2 separate regions of the Sus scrofa genome follow, and region 1 is linked to region 2. A link is a contact called in public Hi-C data. All regions are on one chromosome and are shown on one strand. Each heading gives the region's core, a stretch centred on a gene start, on an enhancer-like site or on the middle of the called end of the contact. The rest is flanking DNA. Distances are from core to core; before and after follow the strand shown.

Region 1 (5,239 bases), core at 338-2,837, 70 kb before region 2:
AAAAAGACCAAAAAAAAAAAAAAAAAGAGAGAGAGAGATTCAACCCCACCTTCCAGGAATTCTCAATGTAAAGAGGAAAACAATCATGTATTCCTTGGGGAGTTTCAAGGGTGATTGGGAGATAATCAACTATTAATTAGAGTTTAGGGGGCACTAGCATATACTATATATTCTCTGATTCCTTCCTCCTGGCTGAACCTACCTAGGCTTTAAGAGTACAGGGTGAGGAATTCCAATATCAAAGGGCTGAACAGAGGGGGAGACTAGGGAAGCGAATGATCTCACACAGGTTTTGCATTGGAGGGTAAAGAATGCCAACACGCAAGGGTCAAATATAAGAAAAGAGAGGCAAATAAGACTGAGCAGGGAGTTCCCATCATAGCTCAGTGGTAATAAAACTGAGGACCAATGAGGATGTGGGTTCCATCCTTCGCCTCCCTCAGTGGGTAAAGGATCTGGCATTGCCGCAAGCTGCGGTGGCTCAGATCTGGTGTTGCTGTGGCTGTGGCATAGGCTGGCACCTGCAGCTCCAATTCGACCCCTAGTCTGGGAACTTCCATATGTCAAGGGTGCAGCCCTAAAAAAAGAAAAAAAGAAAGAAAAGAAGAAAGAAAGAAAGAAAAAGACTGAGCAGTGCAGCTCGCGAGGCAGGAGGAAAATCAGGAAGATGTGTCACAGATGTCAAAGGGAAAGAATGTTCTGGGAAGTCAGTTCTCAAGTGGGGTACAATCTGCTAGTCACAACTAATTTCACAAGAAGTGTACAGACAGACATCATTACCTCTGAGGTACTTAACTCCAGGGTATGCCTGACACTGCACCTTCAGTGAAAGGTCTTTCCACAGCGAAAAGTGGAACAGAAGGGAACCTGGGCTGTACAGGTGTCAAAATTCAGTCACTGGTGTGAAGGACAGTCAGGCCCTATCCGAACACCCAGTATTCAATCCCTTCCCCTCCTAATCCGGGCCCTCTCAGACCTCACCTCTAAACCCCTGGAGTCTTATCCACCTCTCGTCTGCCTCTTTTGGGGTTCCTTGGACCTTTCTTTGCACAAGACATTTAGCAATTAACTACCCACGGCTTCACAGTGACCTTTCCACTGTGGGCTTCAGCTCTTACTGAAATTCTCACTAGTCAGCTTCTCCAGTGTGTCAGGTCTCGCCAGCTATCCCACGAGAGCAACGCCAGAGTCTTCAGGATGAGCCCATCTCACGCCCAGTGTCCTCCATGGGAGTGGACTCCGAGGGTCCGATATGCTCCAGGAGGTCTCGTACTTTTGTTATCTCAAAGGCCGGGTTGCGGGCAGCGGGACTGGAGCAGCAGCATCCATCCCGAAGACCAAGCCAGTAGACCGCTCTTGCTTTGCCCCAGAGAGGAACCACTGGACCCCAGATCGCTCACCTTCCGCGAGCCGCGCGACCCGCCGGGCCCGTACACCCAGCGCTCCAGCTCCTCCAAACGGGCCTGTAGCCGCTGCACATCGGTCACACCAGCCATAGCTCCAGCCGCCCCGCCTCAGCCGGGGAACTGCCAGAGGGCGGGACGTCCGTCCTAATAGAGAAGGCGGGCCAATCCGAGTGGACTGGGGCCCTCTCCTTACAGGAAGTGACGCTACGATTCAGCCCTTCGGTTCCGGAAGTGGCAGAAAGGGACGAAGAAAGGTGTCGAAGCTCCCTGGTAACCTAGGCGACGGGTATTTCTATCAGGTCCTCCCCTAACTTCCAGCCTCTACTAGTCGAAACAACCTTTGCCTTTCTTCTCCTAATTCCAGGGTACCAAAGAGGTTTCCCCATTCCATTCCCCCAAGGTTCACATAAATATACCCATTATTCTGATTGCCCATTTCCATAGATCAGTTAGACACCCCATGAGTATCGTAATCTTTTGGAGTCTTCTATGGTTCAAGCGATTAAGTGTCGTGCCCAAGGACACTCAACATTGTAGTGGCAGAATGGAGATTTGAACTCAGGCAGTCTGATTCATGAGACAGAGTTCTCCTACTCCTGGACCTTTGCTGTTCTATTTCCTGAGGGCTTCCTCTGAGAACCCCTAGCCCAACGCAGCCTGTGTATACCACATAATTCCTCCCCAACTCACAGACCCAAATAAGAAAGAAAGGAGGCACTGGAGAGGAAGGACTGCACCTTTATTATCCAGATGTGACCTGAGGGACATCGCCTTCACAACACCCCAACCCAGCCCTTCACCCCGCTCCTAAAGAGAAGCAGGTCTGACTCAAAGAGGTGGGGTCCTAGACATGACATTGACACAAGAGAGCACATGAGATGATGGGGGTTACTGGGGGCAGAACTCTTTGGTAGATGGTGCTGGAGTTGGCCAGGGAGGAGGGGCCCTCTCTTTGCAATGAGGTAGATGTAGCATCTAAAGAAATCTCTTTGGCTTCAAGTCCACATGGCATGGGGGGAAGGGGTCATCTCCCAGGGTTGGGTAGTAGTTTGGGCACCCTGGAAGAATAGGTTGCGGGGTGTCTCCTGCCCCCTCAGCAAGGGGGCTGAGACTCTTAATTTCAAATGGAAGCTCTCAGGGTGAGGTGCTGGAAGGGGGCCCCGTCGGGGGTGGGGGTGCAGGGTTGGTTGGGCCTTGGGAAGCTGGCACGGTCTGGCGACGGGCAAACAGGACGCCTGGCAAAGGGGTGAGGAGAGGGTAGAGGGCAAACACAAGCAGGAAAAGATGAGGCAAAGGAACAGAAGAGAGAAGCAAAAGTCAGCGTCCTGATTGCTAGAAGACCACACACACAGTCCTGCCACAACCAATGAGCACAAGCCCCTTGGGTAAGCTAAAGACTTGTACAATATAAATGGCCTTGAACAAGTAAACAAGAAATATCTACACTGATACACAGGCCCATAACAAGATGTCTCATGATACCCATGCCAGAGAAGTCATGCCTTGGAACCCATGCCATGTAGATACCCCCTTTAACCCATGCCAGTGTAGCAATACCCTGAACCCCATGTTACCCATGCAATCTGGATATCCTTGAACCTCATGCTAGTAGAGAAAGTCTAAAATCCCCATGCCAGTGTAAATACCCCTGACCTCATGCCAGTATAGACAGCCTGCAGTACCCATACCAGTGTAGACCACCCCGTTGATCTCTAGGGCCATGTTGATACTGCTGATACCACTGCCTGCCAGATTGAGAGGCCCATCCAACCGCTCTTCTGTCCAAGAGGGGGCAGAGGAGTCACATTTTGAGGAATCAGACTTCAGATTTACAACCTCCCCCCTCCATCCCTATAGACAGCCCCCATTCCACTTCAGTCCCACACCTGTCATCACACAGTTGTCTACTGAGGGATCTATCTGCCCCACCTCCAATGCCTATCAAGTGACGGGTCCGTCCTCCCTTATTGCACCGGCCCTAAGCCCTCTCAGCAACAAGCCTCTCCTCACCCCTGAGGGGAATCTTGCCACGGGACAGGAAACTGGGGGGTGCCCCATGTCGAGGTGGGTCCATGGGCCCCATCAGCACAGCCCTCTTCTCTGGGGGCTCCTCTGGTGCCACCTTTTCCCGTGCAGGTCCAAAGGCCAGGCCCACAGGCAGTGCCAGTCGAGGGGTTGGAATTCCGCTTTCCTCTGGAAGAACAGGTCATTTAGCGCCCCTGGCCCAACCAGCTCTGTCTCTGCATTTGGTTCTCCCTACAGGCCTGAGACCAAAGGAGGTCACTGAAGCCCAGGCACCAAGTTCAATCTCCCATCTCAGCATAGAGGCTCTGAAGCTGGAAACCCCAAAAGGCCAATATATCTGAGTAGGTTGGTCCAAGACAATTTGGGGGATTGCCTTATGCTTGGTTGATAACCAGGAAAAACAGGAGGCATAAACCACATGCAGATAGAAGCCCTGGTGTGGAATGAAGCTGCTGAGGATAAAGGATCTTTTCCTGAGCCTCAGCTCCACACCGCAGTAACCCATATCCCAGAACTCCCAAGGCTTCACTGACCTCCAAATATCAGGGCCCCTAAACCTTAACGTGCACCAAACCTCAATGTCCCCATCAGTCCTTACTGTCCCCATATTTCTATGCCTCCCAGACCCCCGAGTTCCCACACTTTAATGTTCCCGCCTAGGTCTCAGACCCTCAAAGCACAGCCTCTATCCCCCACACACCTTTCTTAACTGGGCTGGGGCTCAGCTGTGCGCAGGCGTGCGCCGGTAGGCCGGAGGCGGAGCCCTGAGCAGAGCGAGGGGCGGGCGTGGGCGTGGCCGAGGGTGGGGCGGGGCCGGGGCCCAAGGCGGGGCCCGGAGTGCCCCGAGGGGGCGGTCCAGCCAAGCCGAAGAGCGGGGTCGCGTTGTAAGCCTGACGACGCCCCTCGCGCCGGTTGCTGTCGATGGCGGCCTGGAGCTCCCCGGGGGAGCTAAGAGCCTGCGTCTCGCATTCGTAGGGGTACAGGTACTTCATGTACCTAGGAGCGGAGTGGGGCGGGGTGGAGTGGGAGGCTGGGCTCAGCTGATCAAGGCCCATACTCGGACGCCAACCCCCCGACCCTCCACGTCCCGCGCCCTGGCCCCCCCTTCCCTTCCCCTTTCCCTCCCCCTTCCCCCTTCCCTCCCCCTTTCCCCTTCCCCTTCCCCTCTTCCCCCTCTTCCCCCCCTTCCACCGCTAGCGCGCGCTCATGGCCTCACTGGGTGCGTAGAGTAAAGGCAGCCGACGTGATGGTGGTGGGCAGGCTGAGGCCGCGCGTGACCTCCCGCCACACCTTGCGGTTGATGACTTCCACCAGACCGCCTTTGGCCGTCACCAAGCGAAACAGCGCGTACAGGTCCAGCACCTGCTTCGCCATGATGGGCACACGGTTCACCGGCGTTCCTGGTGGGGGCGGGGTGGATAGAGACTCAGGACACCAAGACTAAGACATTATCTGCGGCACCCTCAGGGACTGAAGGAGTCCGCTGCCTGGACCTGCCTGGACGAGGCCTGGGTACCGGGCAGGACCTTCGAGAAAGGAAAGGAAGAGGGAGAGATGGGAAGGTGGGAATACAGGCAGAGCCCACAGAGCCTCCAACCTGGATGGAAGGACCGGGGGCGGGGCGGGGGGCAGGGTGCGGCGCGGGCGCGCGGCTTGACCAGTGGTTGGCAAACTTCTGTAAAGGGCCAGATACATGATATAGGTTTTAGGCTTTGCAGGCCAAACGGTCTCTGTTAGAACTACTCCACTCTGCCACTGAAGCCTGAAAGCAGCTGTAGACGATATTTAAAGGATCGCGCGCAGCTCTG
Region 2 (5,063 bases), core at 551-3,050:
TCCTGCCTTGCTGTTTCTGTGGCTGTGGTGTAGGCCAACAGCTGTAGCTCCATTCCACCCAGAGCCTGGGAACTTCCATATGCCATGGGTGCGGCCCTAATAAGCAAAAAAAAAAAAAAAAAGAAAAAAAAAAAGTCTGAGGTCAGCAGAGTTCCTGCTGTGGCGCAATAGGGTAGCAGCATCTCGGGAACACTGGGACATGGGTTCAATCCCTGGCTTGGCACAGTGGGTTAGGGATCCAGCATTGCCTCAGCTGCAGCTCAGATCTAATCCCTGGCCTGAGAACTCCATATGCAGGGTGCCCCCCACCAAAAAAAAAAAAAAAAAAAAAAAAAAGAAAGAAAACAACTCTGTATAATAGAAGTCAGAGGTCAGAGAAAATAGAGCCCTGACACTCAACTTCCTGGCAGGTCCTGATGTAAGGGACAGAGGTGGGGGACCACACCTGGGAACCTGTGTCAGGGGCTTCGTTGCAGGGTTTGGGCTTGACTAGGAAAAGAGAGATAAGAAGGTGGGGCGTGGGTGGCATCAGCGGCTGATGGGCAGATGAGAGAAGACAGGCTTTTCCCACAACTCACACCACGGCAGGCAGCCTGCAGCCATCTCGAATGAGCAGGTAGCGAAAGGCTCGAACCAGATTCCCAGGGATGGGGTGCTGAGTCACAGACAGGCAGCAGTCTTCAGCATCGTTGGCATCTCCCAGAGCTAGGGTGGGGTTAGGGGAAAGAAGATAGTGTCAGGGTGTTCCCTGGTGGCTCAGTGGGTTAGGGACCTGGTGTCGTCACTGCTATGGCTCTGGTTATAGCTGTGGTGCCAGTTCAGTTCTTGGCCTGGGAACTTTCACATGCTGCAGGTGAGGCCAAAAAAAAAAAAAAAAAAAAAAAAGGGAAAAAAGGAAAAAGAAAAAGAAAAGAAGTGGTGTCAGGACACAAAGACTTTGAGAAGGGGAGGCCACAACCCTCGCAGGGCTTAAGGACACCTGTGTGTGTATGGAGGCAGATATACCTGAATGATTTTCAACCAGTATGTACCAGTATGGCCCCTCCTGGCTCCTAAATAAATGGCAGTACTTCTAAGCTATTTGGCAAACAACCACTGCCACGAGCCCCATAAACTGCCTTCCTTCTGCCCTGATCGTCCCAACCTCTATTCCAAGTCCTTCCAACTTCCCCGTAAATGGAGAGTTCATGCTGTGACTTTGGTAGGGGGATGGATGTGGGGTGGGGTGGCAGGAGGCTGGTATTAGTAGAACTTAGAAATGGTTAAATATTTGGGGGGTTTTGTTTTCTTTTGTTTTTGGCTATGCCCATGGCATGTGCAAGTTCCTGGGCCAGGGATTGAACTCATGCCACAGCAGTGACCCAAGCCACTGCAGTGACAATGCCAGATCCTTAATCTACTGGGCCACATGGGAACTCTGAAATATTTTGACTATTAGCCATGCCGTAGCAGCTCCTATTCTCCCCACCTTAAGCAAATAAATACTGTTCTCTCTTTCTGCCTGGAGAACCGAGGCAGCAGGAGATAGAGCTGCAGAGAGAGGGGTGGTGGTAGACCCTGGATCCACCAGGGAGGCCCAGGGACACCCACACCCCCTGGCACATACAGGGCATGGGGAACCCCCAGGTTCATGGCAACATGCAGCCCTAACTCAGTGTCCCTCACGTCCAGTGCCAAGCAGTCTGAGACCCAAACATCCCGCTACTTCCCCTCCACCCTCAGCCTCCCCTTAGCCTTACCAGGAGAAGTCCAGAGGCTTAGCAGGCTGAGGGCCAGTAGTGTGGCTGCATAGGATGCCATCAGGGTGAACAGACTCTCAGCAAGCGTGTGGACACGAGTGGATCCAGGGCAGGCAGGAGTCCGTGTGAAGCTGAGACTTGGCTGGGAAGCCTGGGGTGCGAGGGAGCCTGGGAATGCGAGTGTGGAAGCTGGATGGAGCCGGCAGTGCCTCCTATTTATGGTCCGGAACTTTCACTTTCTCTGCTCTGAAATTCCCCTCCAAGTCCATTCTGTGGATTCCCCGCTGCCCCCCTCTTTCTGCTGGAGCCTGACCCTGCCCCCACCCCCCATCCCTCTCTTCTGCTTTCCTTGGCTTCAGCTCTAAGAATCTGGCCAAGAGAAGGGGACCTTGTGCTGTCAGCTCCAGAGAGAGAGAATCTGTGCTAGCACCTCGCTGGTGGCATTTGCGTCATCAGCCATAGGGCTGGCCTCCAGAGGTGATGCCTAGGATGGAGGGACCAGAGTGGGGAGGTACTCGCTCTTCCCTAGGTTTATCCCTCATCCTCATTCTCTTCTCCATGCTTCCTTCCACTGCTGGTGGTGGTGAAGGCTCCCTGGCCCCTCAGGGCCACCACAGAGTCAGGGATGAGCGCCCCCCAGGTCATCACAGTGGCTGCCATCCATCACTGGGTAACTAGTCCCTCCCCTCCCTTGGGACAGGCAGAGTTGAAAGGGAATGTTCCTTGGAAGGAGGCCCAACCCCCCCATCCCACATCTCAGGCCTCAGGAATTCAACCTCCTGACTCAGCTCCTTTCTCCAGTTACCAATTTCACATGCCCAACACCTAGGTCAACAGAACAGCTGGAGGGAGCCTGGTCTGGCATAGCCCCCCTCATCTTTCCCTTCCTCTCCATCCTGGGAACCAAGAGGGGATTTCTAAGGAGAGGGGCTGGCCAGCTCATATTCACCCAAATCCCTTAATTTCAAGGAATCAACAGATGAGGGAGGGGGCAAGTGATTTCCCTTCCTTACGAGAAAGACCAGAGATAGACTGGTCTTTAATTTCAGAAGAGAAATTGATATGTGGGATGCCTGGTCACCCATCCCCGCTCAAGCTCAGGACCCTCTTTAGAGTGGAGAGTGTTTCCCTCATAAGTTTCTGACTTATTTTTCTTTCTATCCATTAACAATAGGAGCAGTAATAGTATTTCTGATTGTTAACTATGTGCTAAGCTCTGTACCTAGGACTTTACCACTCTTACTTTGCTTCACTTTCCCAACAAGACGAGAAAGTCATTGTTATGATTATCATCCCATTAGTATCTCTGTTGACCGGTAAGGAAAGAGGCTCAGAGCACAAGGTCCTAAAGCGAGTAAATTTTTCTTTTTTTCTTTTTAGAGACTCACCTGCAGCATATGGAGATTCTCAGGCTAGGGGTCTAATTGGAGCTGCAGCTGCCAGCCTACACCACAGCCACAGCAACTCGGGATCCGAGCTGCGACTGTGACCTATACCACAGCTAATGGCAATGCTGGATCCTTAACCCACTGAGTGAGGCCAGGGATCAAACCTGCATCCTCATGGATCCTAGTCAGATTCATTTCTGCTGCACCAGGAAGGGACCTCCTCGAGTCAATGTCTTGAATGCAGGTGTCTTTAAGGTTTACACTCTACTGCCATCCCACACTGCCTGTCTGCCCTTGACTGTAGAAGAGCACAGGGAAGGGAGTCCTGGTGTGGCTCAGAGGTAATGAACCTGACTAGGATCCATGAGGATGCAGGTTTGATCCCTGGCCTTGCTCAGTGTGTTAAGGATCTGGCGTTACTGTGAGCTGTGGGGTAGGTCACAGATGTGGCTCAGATCTGATGTCTCTGTGGCTGTGGCATAGGTTGGGAGCTACGGCTCTGATTCGACACTTAGCCTGGCAACTTCCATAGGCTGCAGGTGTGGCCTTTAAAAAAAACAAAACAAAACAAACAAAAAAAGAGCACAGGGGAGGGAGACTCTACAAGAAGTGTGGCTAGGTTGGGGTTCAGATTGTTTTACTTGCTTAGCTGTGTGACCATGTGCAAATGATCCAGGTTCTGTGTCTTCGTGTCCTTAGCTATAAAACAGGTATGGTAATAGGTCTGCTTCTTAGGATTAAATGAGGTAATCTAAGCAAAGCCCTTAGTTCAGAGGCTGGCACATAATAAACACTCAATATTAACCATTATTATTCTAGTCTTTTACTCAGATACCTGTCAATTCATCTATGTATCTTTCCCTTGATCCTTCTGTTTCTGGTGGTTCTGATTATTCTCTGTGTCTCCCACCCCACCCCATTTCTCCGTTCTTTTCGATCCTGATCTGTAAAGGTCTACAGACAATATCACTCAGTATCCCTTATCCTTTAGCTTCAGTTTGAGTTTGGCCCGTGAGAGGCAGCAGCCGGAGATCAGTGGCAGGAGAAAGAGGTTGGGGTATTAATTCTCCAAATCCTTCATCTTGCTATAGTTCCGATAGGGAAAAATTTGCAGTCTGGCAGTTGTTCTCATAGAGTGATCTTTAGACAGCAGCAGCAGAAGCAGCATCTGGAGGCTTGTTAGAAATGTAGATTCTCAGGAGTTCCCATTGTGGCTCAGTGTGTGAAGAACCCGACTAGTATCCATGAAGATGAGGAGGATTCGATCCCTGACCTTGCTCAGTGGGTTAAGGATCTGGCGTTGCCATGAGCTGTGGTGTAGGTCACAGGTGCAGCTTGGATCTGGCATGGCTATGGCTGTGGTGTAGGCCGGCAACTGTAGCTCCAATTCCACCCCTAGTCTGGGAACTTCCATATGCTTTTGGTGTGGCCCTAAAAAAGCAAAAAAAAAAAAAAAAAAGGAAGAAGAAAGAAAAACACTGGTGATGGGCACACTAACTAGCCTCTTTGGAAAGCACTGTAGTGGTTTCTTTAGTAGGCAAGAATGAGGATGGGACATGCTTTCTTGGGACTGGGCATTTTATTTCAAGGAGAATAATGGCATCCTTGAGTAGTAGAGTCCAGATGCTCACCGTATGGCAATAGGCTAAATGAAATTACTGTACAGGCTGCAGGGACAAGTGGTAATCATGAGCTTTGCCCATAAGGATCCGTGGTGGCTAATTGATCACAATATTCTTAGGAATGAAATAAATGGACAATTTACCCATGTGCTTCTTGACCCATGTAAGTGGAAATTTTCTAGGCCTGGTGGGAAGAAATTTGATCCAAATTGTTTTGGATATTTATAGTCTTTTATCCAATTCCTTGACTTAAATCAGTTCCCTGGATCTGAAGCCCCTTGGTTGGGTGTGTGTGTGGGTGGGTGGGTGGGTGT

The links. A called contact is a pair of places that touch in the nucleus more often than the background predicts.
Region 1: a Hi-C map of liver shows a contact between it and region 2, with 2.3 times the contacts expected there. The contact joins the promoter of DCTN3 here to the promoter of CCL19 in region 2. A contact is called at or near these places in 3 of 5 promoter capture datasets (fetal liver, fetal skeletal muscle and liver), 17 of 47 Hi-C or Micro-C datasets (adipose tissue, alveolar macrophages, blood and 11 more) and 2 of 2 datasets of contacts at active chromatin or transcription factors (alveolar macrophages and skeletal muscle).

The regions. Positions count from the first base shown.
Region 1 is chr10:32,176,905-32,182,143 of Sscrofa11.1, reverse strand. DCTN3 (dynactin subunit 3) reads right to left here and starts at 1,587. Exons shown (of 6, transcript XR_002336315.1): 1 at 1,401-1,587. It overlaps ARID3C (AT-rich interactive domain-containing protein 3C), which reads right to left. Exons shown (of 12, transcript XM_021064675.1): 4 at 4,648-4,831; 5 at 4,132-4,427; 6 at 3,417-3,599; 7 at 1,401-2,641. The coding sequence ends at 2,541.
Region 2 is chr10:32,107,103-32,112,165 of Sscrofa11.1, reverse strand. CCL19 (C-C motif chemokine ligand 19) reads right to left here and starts at 1,800. Exons shown (of 4, transcript NM_001170516.1): 1 at 1,740-1,800; 2 at 579-705. The coding sequence starts at 1,800.